Regions from separate parts of the Mus musculus genome. Here region 2 is linked to region 1. A link is a contact called in public promoter capture Hi-C data. All regions are on one chromosome and are shown on one strand. The core of a region is the stretch at or near the end of the contact, and the rest is flanking DNA. Distances in the headings are between cores, read along the strand shown.

Region 1 (7,068 bases), core at 4,247-6,746:
TCAGCTAATGACAGATGTCAGCCATTGCTGGGAAGTAGATGAGCTCATGTTCTTCTTTGCTACATCAGATGAGTTTCATAAACAAGAAGCCAAGTGTCTTCACGTCCTTCTCACTGCTTCAATACAATACTCACCAAAAAGAAAAAAGAAATGAAGAAAGCTCTTACGTTGATTTACAGTTCCAGTTGATATATAGCCCATCATGGTGGCGAATAGCATGGCTCAAGAGTAGGAAGCTAAGTTTTATATTATATTGCATTTGTAGTCACGGATCAGCGAGAAAGCAGAAGTATGACTGGGCAATAAAAATTGATGGTGCATACCTTTAATCCCAGTGCTCAGAAGGCAGAGGCAGGTGAGTCTCTTGAGTTCAAGGCTAAGGCTATTCTTGTTTACCATAGTAAATTTCAGGACAGCCAGGTCTACACAGAGAAAACCCTGTCTCAGACAGATCATTTAACCTCAAGTCATGGGCCCCAGAGTTAGATACTTCCTCCTGAAAGCTTTTACTTCCTAAAGGTTCCACAGTCTTCCAAAATAGTGACAGTTAGCTAGGAACCAAGTGAAAACACATGAGCCCAAGGGAACTTTTCATCTTCAAGCCATAACACCTGATCCACAGTAAGGTAGGCAGAGGCAGCATCTGAACGTTTTATCCCACCAAAGCGGATGTGGAACACTCCCTCATTATCTCCTTGGGTACCTCTGAGCATGCTCTGGAAACACATCCCCTAGACTGAGCTGGCCTGTGTGGAGATCCTGAGCACCACCTCATCTTGGCAGTGTTACATTCTGTATGCATTGTAACAGTGTTTCCAATGGAAATTGTATCAAACTGAAACAGTTTTATAAAGTGGGTAAAGTCCTACATTTTTCCATTGAGTTATATACAGTGGGTAAGAATGAACACCCCTGAGGAAAGGGATAAAGTTCCATTGTCTGAAGACTGGGTTTTAAAAGCAGAAATGATATTCTGAGATCAGACACAATAAAGCCTACAGACTGTAACAATACCTTACTTCTATCTCCACTTGGACAAGCTAAGTTTTATACTAAATTTTTATGAGGTTAGCCTGGGCTACACAAGAGCCTGGCTCCAAATAAATAAATAAAATGGTTTGATGAGTTTTTCTCAAGATGAAAGTCTTGACTAACAAAGCAACCATATCTGATATTCAGTACACTTTCTCTTCCATGCTCAGGGTGAAGCTGAGGGCCTGGGCCATGTCAGGAAAGTATTCTGTCACCTAGGTTCAGTCCAGTTCTAGCTTATGCTCTTCTGTCAACTGTACAGGAGACCTGAAGATCAGTGATGCTTTCAAATCAAAATTCTGTACTTAGAAGAAAAAACCTAGTTTGAATCCTGCTTTATAATTCTATTTCCTTGAAATACCATAACCTGATGCTTATTCCAGTCTAGAAGAAGTCCAGAGTGCACTTCACAGCAAGGAGAAGGCCTGCCACAGAATGAGTGAGGAAATTGAGCGAACCAGAACTTTGGAGTCTAGAGCATTTCAGGAAAAGGAGCAACTGCGGTCAAAGTTGGAAGAAATGTATGAAGAAAGAGAGAGAACTTTCCTGGTGTGTTGGGTTTTCCATGCTATGTAGAAATACTTAAGTAGAATAAGCAAAAACCAAATCTCTGGTTCAGTTTCTCTAGTGTGCAGAGATATATGGCCACAGAAGCTTGACCACCTCTTGATTGGAGCTCTTGAAAAGAGATACATAATGTGATCTTCCCATCCTTGGATTGACAGGAAATGGAAATGCTGAAAAAGCAACTAGAATTTCTTGCTGAGGAAAATGGAAAATTGGTAGGTCATCAAAACCTACATCAGAAGATTCAATATGTAGTACGACTGAAGAAGGAAAATATCAGGCTTACTGAGGTAAAACTGAAACTATTCTCAATAAATGGTGGTTTTAAAGAGATTTTAGTAAAGAAAATTGTCACTGCTATTTCACTTTGGGTTTTTTGAGACAGGGTCATACTCTGAAATCCAGTCTGAAACAGAACTCTCACAGCAGTCCTCTTGTCTCAGCCTTCGCAGTGGGTGGGATAATAAGTGTGTGTGAGCCACCCAATAATACTGGTAATTCAGGTTAAATTCTCATAGATGCCAGATATTTAATATTAACTTATAAATTAAACATTGTAGCTTTAATTTGAATATATCCTTAATGAGTTAAGAAAACAGCTCCTATAATAATTAATTTCCTTTTTTATTTTAATTACAGGAGACAGAAAAATTGCGTGCTGAAAATCTATTTTTGAAAGAAAAAAAGAAGGAATTCTAAGGATCCCAGCTATCTTCATACACATCACTTTGTTTAGATTGATTCTTTAAAAGTGGGATTGTATTTGCTCACATGGTAGAACTAAACTAAAAGACCTTAACTATGAATCATGGTGCGCACTAATCCCGAGTGTTCCGATGGATAGTGTGCATGCAAACTCAGCAGCCTGTTAAGTAACAATGCATTCCAAGTCATGTGTACATTCTGGAAGACCCTTAAAAGTCTGTAGCTGAGGTCTCTGGTGAATTCTAGTCAGGTCCTTTTCTTCTTTTTTTATTTACTTTATTTTATTTTTTTTTTTTTTGGTTTTTTGAGACAGGGTTTCTCTGTATAGCTCTGGCTGTCTTGGAACTAACTAACTCTGTAGTCCAGCCTGGCCTCGAACTCAGAAATCTGCCTGCCTCTGCCTCCCGAGTGCTGGGATTAAAGGTGTGCGCCACCACGGCCAGTGGGTCCTTTTCTTCTTAGATTCGCCTTTGATAAACTCGCTGTGAATCCGATGGCTGTTTTGTATTGAACTTGTTCATATATATTGGTTTGTTTTGTAACTGTTATGGCCATTTTCTACATGTCCAGTTTTTCAAATAAAATCTTTTTTAAAAACAATGTGTATAAATACTATGCCTTTGTGTATGTACATGTACCACATGTGTGCCTAGCACCCTTTGAGGTCAGAAGAGGGTGTCAGATCTCCTAGAATTAGTTATTAGTGGTTGTGAGCCACCATTCCAGTACTGAGAACCAAACCCAGGCCCTCTGCAAGAACAAGTGTTTTTAATCTCTTAGCTAACTCTCCAGCCCTAGTTTTGAGGGCTATCTTAGTCGGGGTTTCTATTCCTGCACAAACATCATGACCAAGACGCAAGATGGGGAGGAAAGGGTTTATTCAGCTTACACTTCCATAGTGCTGTTCATCACCAAAGGAAGTCAGGACTGGAACTCAAGCAGGAGCTGATGCAGAAGCCATGGACGGATGTTCTTTACTGGCTTGCTTCCCCTGGCTTGTTCAGCCTGCTTTCTTATAGAACCCAAGACTACCAGCCCAGGGATGGCACCACCCACAAGGGGCCTTTCCCCCTTGATCACTAATTGAGAAAATGCCTTACAGTTGGATCTCATGGAGGCATTTCCTCAACTGAAGTTCCTTTCTCTGTGATAACTCCAGCTGTGTCAAGTTGACACAAAACCAGCCAGTACAAGGGCCATAGTAACCAAAGCTATAGGAGAAGCAGGGTCTCATGTAATCCAGGTTTGCTTTTAAACTCCCTTAAGTTCCTGATCCCCCTGCCTCTGCCTCCAAAGTCCTAGGATTTTAGTTACACACCGTCACACCCAGGCCAATCAGGTTCTGACATGGATACACAAATAATACCCTAAATCAACCCCCTAACTTTCCTTGGTTTAAATCACTAATTTTGGAAGTCATATAGCTAGACAATACACTGTTGCCCACTTTTTCTCTACAGAGCATGCATAAGATGTGTGAATTAGTTGTCTTACTTACTTACCTTACTCTGCCAGAACATGAAGGTCATTTCTGTTAATTACCTTTATAATCCGTGGGATAAAGTCTTTGACAGATGCAGCTTAGATTTGTTTTAGCTTCTCCTATCAGTTGTTGCCACACACTATCTCCATTATTAAGTGGAATAGTACAGTGAGTACCCTTGAGTCTCAACTTCCTTATCTGCAAATTGGAGTGGTTTATACCACATAGGACTAATTGGGATAATCTATTCTTTTTATTTAAAATTTAATTTTATGTATTAATGTGTATCTGTGTTCAGGTGTATATATATGTACATGAGGATAGGTGCCTTTGGAGGCCAGAAAATAGTGGAACCCCTGGAGGTATGAGGTTGGGAGGCACTTGTGGGAAGGTTGCAAGCTGCCTAACTGCTAAGCAATCTCTCCAAACCCCAGTAATCCATCCTTTTATTTCATCCACAAAACCACCCGCATGAGAAGCAAGGTAGCATGTAAGAATGTCCATGAAAAAGCTCTTTAACAGGGAATAAAGTGTTTCTTCCAAGCCCCATACATTAAATATTATTTGTATTTTATATATCAACAAAACAAGTTTTGCTGTGTAGCCCTGGCTATGTAGAGCTATTTAGAGCAGGCTGTTCTCGGACTCACAGAGATCCACTTGCCTCTGCTTCCTCATGTGTACCAACCACCACACTTAGCTCACGTTATACACTTCTACAGCTCTCCTTTAAGGAAATGTATCCCTAACATATATCCATACACACTGCCATTGACTGAATTCAGGATTTTTCATGTATTATGGAAGCACTGAGCTATAACCCCAACTCTCCTTTATTACAAAAACAAAAACTTTTTGAGAGTCTCAAAAAGTCCTTGGCTTGCTTAGTACCTCTCTGTTGGTCAGGCTGGCCTCAAACTCAGTAATTCTACCTCAGCTTCAGAAGTGCTAGGATTACGGGTGTGTGCCACCATGCCTGGCTGCCAGCCCTCTCAAGTGAGACAATGTCTCCCTAAGTTGCTCAGGATGACCATTAACTGCCTCAGCATCCTAAGCATCTGGAATTACCGACAGTAGATGACATTTTACGGTTTGTTTGGGTTTTTTTTTTTTTTGGTTGTTTTTTCAATTTTTTTGTCGTTCTCAATTACTTTACACGAACTTAGAAGTGACTGTGCTTCTGATGGTCCAGGCAGAACAAACGTTTTCCCAAACAACGTTCTGTCTCAAGCGGCCGGTCTCCAGATCCATCATCTCCTGCGTCCACGAGGGAGCAGAGGTGCTTTGAAGGTGCAGCTTGGCTTCAGGATTAGCATGTTAGGTGCGCATCCATGTAAAGTGGCAGACCTCCCCGTCTTCTCAGAAGCAGGTTCCCCTTGACTGCAGGGCTCTTTCAGAAACAAGGTTACTTCCGCCGCAGGTTCTCCTCGGAGATAAACTCCCCTCCTCCCCAAGTTCACGTCAGCAGATTCCTCTCTCACAGTAGGTACCTCTCGGTAGCACGCTTCCTTCAGTGGCGCACGGTCCTCGCTACCGGATTCCCATCCCCCAGGTTCGCCGGAGCCGCAGGCTCTCCTTAGTCGCGGGTTTGCACACGCTGCAGGGTATGGGCTCCAGATTCCTTTCATTTGTAGGCTCGGCTCGGCTCGGCTCCGGACTCCACTGCAGCAGATTCGCCTCACTCGCCTGGCTCCGCCCTAGCCGGGCTCACGGCGGGTGGCGGCGTGCGTGGCAGTCGGCCGTGGCGGGCGCAGCGGGCCTCATGGCGGCCGGTCCGCAGTCCTCGGGTGCCGCCGTGTCTGCGGCCGCTTACCCTGACTCACCCGTGGAGTTACCCGCTCGCCTACAGAAAGGCGCGATGCGGCGCCGCTTCTGGGGCGTGTTCAACTGTCTGTGCGCCGGGGCGTTCGGGGCTCTGGCCGCCGCCGCCGCCAAGCTGGCCTTCGGGAGCCAGGTGCAGCCCGGGGCGCCACGCGGGGGCGGGGCGGGGGGAGGGCGGGGCGGGGGGAGGGCGGGGCGGGGGGAGGGCGGGGCGGGGGAGGGCGGGGCGGGGCGGGGAGGAGGGCGGCTTAACCTGGGTTCCCGCCTGCGCCCATGTTGGACCACCTGGTTTTAGGCACTGCCTCCTGGGGGAGGACCTCGAAGCCCACCTCTCAGTTTAAGTCCCCTTGCCATAGCTTTTTTAGCACGTGACACCTAAGGTGAGATAACCGGTTGCCCATCTCTTCCTGTCCTTGGCAAGAGTTCGGACTGAGCGCCTGCGGAGCTTCTGCATCAGAGAATTCGATCCTGACCTGAACAGGGGACTGCTTGATATAGATTTCTGGCGACTTACAGTCCTTTTGTAAAGTCATATCTTTCCAGAAGGCTACTCAGCTACAAGAAATTTGAGGTCTTCGTGGAAGATAACCCTGCCCCCTGTCTGCAGGCAAATTCCTCTGCCTATCAGTCAGGGTCCGCATATGCTTTGTATGAGACGTGTAAACATCTCCCAGTCTTTCAAGGTTATGCCCATGGTGGTTGTAGCTCAGTGACACTTTCTCCTGCAGGTCAATATTGGCTTATGTGTCTTAGGCATCGTTGCCATGGCAAGCGCCAATTCTCTGATGTGGACCTTCTTTAGCCGGGGCCTCAGTTTCTCTATGTCTTCAGCCATTGCATCTGTCACAGTGACTTTCTCGAACATACTTTGCTCGGTGAGTAGCCTGGTGACCTTGTTCTTAGGGTTCTTGGTGAGTTAGTTGTCCTTGGGAAACCCCTGATTTTCCAGGCTCTAGAAAGGACAGGGAGTAAAACAAAAGTTGGGCTGTCTCCAGGCAAGGAACAGTTAAACATGGAAAACTTAGGAGTGAAACCTATGTCACTCTGGGATAACACCAGCTATCTCAATCAAGAACTCTAACATTAGCTATGGGGTCTAGGGGGTCTGGTCAAGGGAACCCAGTCTTGAATTGGAAGACAGCTTAACTTGGGTTTATGATTACTGGGTACTAGCTATGTCCGTACTGGCCCTACCTGCTAGCCTGCTGAGCCTCAGTGCTCAGCTGGGGTGGTAACCTCTTACGTCCACAGAGGAGACAGAAATACGTGGATTGATCATGAAGGTGGTTGCTGGATGCAAAGCACCAGACTTTGGCCTCTAGCCCCTCAGGAAGAAATCAGCCAAGGAATGGTGGAGCCTACCAGGGTAGGCCAGGTCCCTTACAGCTGTCTCTTCCACAGGCCATCTTAGGCTACCTGCTGTATGGAGAGTGCCAGGAGATCTTATGGTGGGGAGGGGT
Region 2 (6,733 bases), core at 2,093-4,592, 480 kb after region 1:
AGGTGAGGGATACTTGAAATAAGCATTGTAATCCCATGTCAGATTGCAGCCAGATACAAGGGCAGAGAAATCAGCATATGAATAATACAAGGATAATCTTTACACACTGCACAGTAACATTATGCCTAGATTTAAGAGTTACAACTCTTAGAAATTATTTTTAATTATATGTATGTGTGTATCTGCATGTGGGTATATACAGGAGAGTGCAAGTACCAAAAGTCCAGAGGCCAAAAGCATTGGATCCCCAGGACCTGGTGTTACAGGCAGTTGTGAGCCACTTGATGTGAGTGCTGGGAAAGGGCCTTCCTCTGGAAGGAAGCATGCTTGTAACCACTGAGTCATCTCTCCAGCCCCCATTTAGTAGTTTTATTTTTATTTATGCGTGTATAGGCACACATACTACAGCATGTACTTGGAGGCCACAGAACAATTCTCAGGGTTCGTTTCTCTCCTGTCATATGGGTTCTGGGGATCAAATTCAGGTTGTCAGGTGTATTAGTCATCAGGGTTCTCTAGAGGAACAGAACTGATAGAATGAATCTATCTATCTATCTATCTATCTATCTATCTATTGGCTATTTAGAAAAGGGACTTATTCGAATGTCTTACAGGCTGTGGCCCAGTTAGTCCAACAATGGCTATATCTACAAAACATAAAGTCCAAGAGTCCAGTAGTTGTTCAGTCCATGAGGCTGGGTGTCTCAGTTGGCCATGAGTAGATGCTGGAACTCCCAAAGAAGTAGACTCTAACGCCAGTGAAGGAATGGACTTGGTAGTGAGAGCAAACAAAGTGTGCATGCTTCCTTTTCCCATGTCCTTTATACAGCTGCCAGTAGAAGGTATGGCCCAGATTAAAGGTGGATCTTCCTCCTCCAGGAGATCTGGATTAAAGGTCTACCTTTCCACCTCAAAGACTGGGTTAGAAGTGGATCTTCCCACTACACATGATTTAATTGAGAAAAAGTTCCTTACAGGTATCTCCAGCCATTTGGTTTTTAGTTAATTCTAGATATAGTCAAAATGACAATCAAGAATAGCCATCACATATGGTTTAGGCAGTAAGCATTTTACCTTGCCAGGGCATCCTACTGGCCCCATTTAATAGTTTTGCTTGTTCTAAACCGTAATGTAAATGAATTCATATTGCATTTATATGTGGTTCTATGCTAACTAATCAGTACTATATATTAGATAAGGTATCTTTGAACAGAAAGCACAAGTCAGGGTGGAGAAAAGCTAGCAGCAGCTTATTACGTTTTTAGGCAGAGAGACATTAGACTGAAGCGATAGCAGTTTTGAATGTTTCCTGCTCTTACAGAGGACCCAAGTTTGATTCCTAGTATCCATATTAGCTGGCTTGTGTGTGTATTTCTGTACTGAGATGCCAAGCTAGATAAACACTGCACCCCAATGAGCCACATCTTCAGCTCCTACTTATGTGCTTTTAAATGCTCAGTAATCTTATGTTAGAGGGAATTGATTGAGGGAACATACTCTTTTACCCTTCAAAAGAGTCTAGGGATAAAAAACAGAGCTGGGGCTGGTGAGATGGCTCAGTGGGTAAGAGCACCGGACTGCTCTTCCAAAGGTCCCAAGTTCAAATCCCAGCAACCACATGGTGGCTCACAACCAACTGTAACGAGATCTGACTCCCTCTTCTGGAGTGTCTGAAGACAGCTACAGTGTACTTACATATAATAAATAAATAAATCTTTAAAAAAAAAAAAAACAGAGCTGAAAACCCTTGAATGAAGTGATTTTTTTTTCTATTTACTTGTTGGAAAAGTCCTTTCCGTCTGGTTTCTGTGCTTTCCTGGGAGACTCACTTGGGTCACTTTTTCTTTCAGGGATAGTCAGATCCTAATTTTATGCAAGTAACCATGAATGCAGACTTAGAGTACAGTACCTGACACACATACACACACCCCAATATGACAACTTTCTCCAGGGGTGGCCAGGAGGAGTGTCAGGCATTTTGTTGTTAGGAAGAGTCCTCCTGTCCAGCCAGTAGTCTTTCTAAAGCTCTGACCAGTCAGTAGTCAGATACATCCTGGTAAAATCTGAAACCAGGTCCTCTGCTGCCTTTAGCCCCCTTTCCCTTTCCTCCTGGGATGTTTGATTCTGGGAACCATCTCTGTCCAGTTCCCTTCCTCTGGACAGGGTTGCTTCTGTCTCTTCCTGGAAGATGGCATGACATTCATGTCTGTGCATGGTACACAGTTCATTTACTCTACCAATCTTAAGCCAGGAAGTTTTATTAAGCAATATTTCCTAGGGAAAAAAAAAGCTTTAATGATATGCCCTGTATTCTACTCTAGGCTTCATATAAAACTGATTGTAAAATCTCATTACTGTAGGGCTCGGTAGTTAAAGCCCTTGTCCCACAAGCGAGAGCCACTTCTAACCCAGTCTTTGGGGTTTGGTTCTCCAGCACTCACAAATCCTGGGTAGATGTGGTGATCCGCCTTCAATTTCAGCTTTGGAAGGTGGAGACCGGGGATCCGCAGAGCAAGTCTAGCTATATTGGTGACCTCTGTGTTTGATGAGAGACTTTATCTCAATGAACAAGATGGAAGAGAGATGGAGGAGGGTTCCAGTATCAGCCTTGGACCTCCAGGTGCATGTGTACCCAAACTGGTCCCACTGGGGTTCAAGTAGCAGGACTGTTTGTTCCAAGAAGAAACTTAGGAAGAGACCTGTGCTGGTTGTTAGTGCTATACCCTTACAGGATTGCCCCCATGATCTGACTTCTGTCACTGTAGTTTTTTTTTAAGGATTTATTTTAAATTGTGTTTGTGTCTGAGTCCAGAAGGGGACAATATATCCCCTTGGCACAGAAGTTACAGGCAGACTGCCAGATGTGGGTACTGGGAATGGAATTTTATAACAGCAATTTTAATATAAATGTATGCAGTAAATAAATACAGCATCTGTTTTCTTTATCGTAGCTAGTTTCCCAATAATGACACAGAGAGACCAAGATTTATTTTCGGCTTAAATACAACAACTAGGTATTATAATACTATTCTAATCCTTTAATCTAATCTGGCTACTGTTGTGGCTGGCCAGCGACTCACATGTCTGGGTTCTAGTCTGAGAGGCATCTTGGAACCTGGAAGAGAAGAGGGGGCTAGGCGACGCGAGAGAGACGGAGCTAAGATAAGATTCTGATCAAAGCTCAGTTTTACTATTTCGTGCATCGAGTTATGAAGGAGGGGGGGAGGGGCCCATTCCTGCCAAATCATCCTGGAGTAAAGTTGCAGGTGACCTCGTGTTTGACTCCGGAACAGCAAGGCGGCAGGCAGCGGCAGTGGGAGTGGCAGAACGATAGGGCGGCAGGCTCCACCCCGATGCACACAGTGAAACCTGAGCAAACAGGTTTCAGGCTGAGGGGGTGGGGGAGGTTACAGGCTACCTCCCAGCCAAGATCCCAAATATACTTGGGTTTTTTTATTGCTCTGGCCCTTTGGGCTTCAGGTGTATTCTGTGTCTCTCCAGACCCCCATGGCTGGCAGAAGTCTCTTTACTCTTTTTTTTTTTTTAAAGATTTATTTATTTATTATATGTAAGGCGTCAGATCTCATTACAAATGGTTGTGAGCCACCATGTGGTTGCTGGGAATTGAACTCAGGACCTCTGGAAGAGCAGGCAGTGCTCTTCACCACGGAGCCACCTCTCCAGCCCTCTAGAGTCTCTCTAATCTTCTCTTTATTTCCCAGTCACTGGCTTTTCCAGTTTTTATTGACAAGGCAGAGAATAAATGATGAACGTTGTTTACACAAACCTAAGACAGGAGATTCTTGACACAAGCATTACAGTGCCGGGCCCAGATTGCAACAAGATGTGAGGGCAGAGAAATCAGCATTTGAACAACACGAGGGTAAACTTTACACAGTGCACAATATCATTATGCCTACATAACTGTGGTCCTCACAAGAGCAGCACATGCTGCTAACTTGCGAGCTGTCGCTCCAGCCTGGTTGGTATTGTTTTTATGAATATTCTTGGATCTCTTTGTCCTTCAGGAAGGATTCTGTGAAATTATTGGGTGAGTTAAAAAAAAAAATGTGGGGCTGGTGAGATGGCTCAGTGGGTAAGAGCACCCGACTGCTCTTCTGAAGGTTCGGAGTTCAAATCCCAGCAACCACATGGTGGCTCACAACCATCCATAACAAGATCTGACTCCCTCTTCTGGATTGTCTGAAGACAGCTACAGTGTACTTACATATAATAAATAAATGAATCTTTAAAAAAAATGTGTCTAATTGTCCTTTAAAATGCTATGTATCCTTTTGGGATTTCCCCCTAGAAGAGTGTGTCCATGGGCTACCTGGCAGTGGGCCGTCAGCAGGCTTAGCTGAAGTGAAGTGTGCTGTTTTAAACTCCCTCTTCCTTTGAGGGGGAGAGGCATTGAGGCCAGGAGCTGGAGATCACGGGCAAATTTACAGTGATTGAGAAGTTGCTATCTGAACTTCCTTTCCCACTGAGTGAAGTGAGGCCACGTGTTCGGTGGCAGCTGAAGAAAGAGGTCTGCTGCAATGGTTGTAGCACCAAGTGGCTTTAAGTACTTCCTTTGTGGGTTAGTGATGGCCTCACGGATTGGCTCAGGAACTGCAGAGTGCATGAGAGGGTAGAAGCAGGGGCATCCAGAGAGTCAGGCAATGCTGTGCTGTTCTCACTCGGATCTCATCCTCATGTGCACATGAGGATCAGCTGGTACACTTTGATTTTGGACACTCTGGAGGTGATATTGGGCATCCACCAGCACCTTGCCTGAATAGTGCAAGGTCTAGAGGAGGTGATTGGTAAGTAGACACTCAACACCAGTGGGCAAACGGTACCTCTGGGGATATTTCATCTTTAGTGTGGGAGGGACAGAGTATTGCTAGGGTCATTAGTCTAGTTTGATACAATGGTATGGTCCATTTCTAGAACCTGTTGATGCCCAGAACTCTCAGAACTGGCAGGACCACAGGGTAGATAGCCTTTAGCTGAGAAAAAGCCCCACTCACTTTTCTCTTGATTTAGTAATTTCTTTCTTTCTTTCTTTCTTTCTTTCTTTCTTTCTTTCTTTCTTTCTCTCTCTCTCTTTCTTTCTCTCTCTTTCTCTTTCTCTCTCTCTCTCTTCCTCTCTCTCTCTCTCTCTCTCTTCCTTTCCTTTCCTTTCCTTTCCTTTCCTTTCCTTTCCTTTCCTTTCCTTTTTGGGTATTCGTGTAAATCTGGTGGCCTCAGGATTGTGCAAAGTCTAAGGATAGTCAACAGCTTCTCTTCTTTTTTTCTAATGTTGAGCCCCAGCCTAGGCCACTTTTGTGAGGCCTCATGCAGGATCCAGGTAAGGTGGGAAGCCCCTTTGCCCACTGTGGGAGAACAGTTTCCTCCAGGTAGGCTGAATGCAGTCACCTTTGCTCTTCATCCCATTGCAGCGTCTGCAAAACATGTCTCCAAGTGATAGAGAAATGCTTATGATTGGACAAATGCTGTGTAGCCTACTGGGCAAAGGGACAGGACACAGGGCTGCACTGTCACCTGCAGAAGGTTGCCTTTTTATGGAGGAGCCTTGTAGTTGAGGTTTCAAGTGGAGATGGCCTTTGGTGTGGGTGTGGTAGCAACAAGGCAAAATGGGAGGTGGGCTAGTCCAACAGTGGGAGGTCAGGGGCATGGCTATTCTGAGTGGTTGATGTGAGGACATTTTAAAAAGAGTATAGAAGCTTAGATTTTCTTAGTAGTAATTGGTTTTTCAATTTAAAATAGGAACTCTGGGGGGTGTAGTGGCACACACCTTTTAACCCAGAAGGTATGAAGCAGAGGCAGGCCCATCTCTGTGAGTTCAAGGCCAGCCTGGTCTACGTAGTGATTTCCAAGACAGTGTACTACATAGTGAGACCCTGTCTCAAGAAGAAAAAGAAGGAACTCTAAGGCAGAGGCAGAGGCAGAGGCAGGTGGATCTCTTTGAGTTCAAGGTCAGCCTGGTTACATATCAAATTCCAGGTTAGCCAGGGCTACATTATCTCAATCAATCAGTCACTCAAATTAGGAATTCTGAAACAATGCAGTAACTTTTTTTTACCTGCTGTGTTCTGGGAAAGCTTTAAAACACATATAAATAATTCATATAATATTAAATTTTCAGCCAACTATGCTGACACATACCTGTAGTCCCAGCACTCAGGAGGCTGAGGTAGGAGAATTGTCATTGAGTTTGAAGTCATTGTGGGTTATATAATGAGTTCCAGGCAAGGCTGGGCTACAGAGTAAGATCTTGTCTCAATACGTTTAAACATATCCAAACTCTTTTGAGTTTAGGTTTCCCCCCTGAGCTGTGTTGTAGTCATGGTTTGCTTAGGATTTGGTTTTTTTTTTGTTGTTTGTTTTTTTTTTTTGAATGGTGGGAGCCTTTGAAAGCTCTGGGCAGGTGTGAGAACTGTGTGTGTGTAGGGGAGGGCGTGTTGATGGTAGCTGTTTTTTGTACTTGTAAGAACTGAGCCCTGAGAAATCCATGGATGTGGTGTTATGGTAGGGAGGGTATTCTTTGTTCCTTGGCTTTTTCAAAACTTTTTAAACATCCGAGTTTTCTTCTGACTTGGTGCCTTTCAGGTTCCTGTGTGAAATGCAGCAAAGGGGTGTTTGGAGCTGGCCAGGCCTGTCAGGCCATGGGAGATCTCTACCACGATGCGTGCTTCACCTGTGCAGCCTGCAGTAAGTGTGCAGCAGTGGGGGTGGAAAGAGGAAC

Evidence for each region. Promoter capture Hi-C pulls out the DNA fragments that hold promoters and counts their contacts.
Region 2: a promoter capture Hi-C map of cranial neural crest shows a contact between it and region 1. The contact joins the enhancer-like site here to the promoter of Tmem42 in region 1. A contact is called at or near these places in 7 of 39 promoter capture datasets (the C10 cell line, cranial neural crest, embryonic stem cells and 4 more), 1 of 484 Hi-C or Micro-C datasets (spermatogonial stem cells), 2 of 115 datasets of contacts at active chromatin or transcription factors (astrocytes and memory CD8 T cells) and 1 of 9 other capture datasets (adipose tissue).

The regions. Positions count from the first base shown.
Region 1 is chr9:123,015,830-123,022,897 of GRCm38.p6, forward strand. Tmem42 (transmembrane protein 42) reads left to right here and starts at 5,497. Exons shown (of 3, transcript NM_025339.4): 1 at 5,497-5,741; 2 at 6,337-6,483; 3 at 7,010-7,068. The coding sequence starts at 5,550. Kif15 (kinesin family member 15) reads left to right here. Exons shown (of 35, transcript NM_010620.1): 33 at 1,416-1,581; 34 at 1,758-1,889; 35 at 2,239-2,904. The coding sequence ends at 2,298.
Region 2 is chr9:123,493,534-123,500,266 of GRCm38.p6, forward strand. It overlaps Limd1 (LIM domains containing 1), which reads left to right. Exons shown (of 8, transcript NM_013860.2): 2 at 6,598-6,699. Among named protein-coding and RNA genes, the nearest start is that of Limd1, 18 kb to the left of the region's middle. Within about 2 kb of position 3,343, at least 28 of the 459 cell types and tissues checked have an H3K27ac peak or open chromatin away from gene starts, as enhancers often do.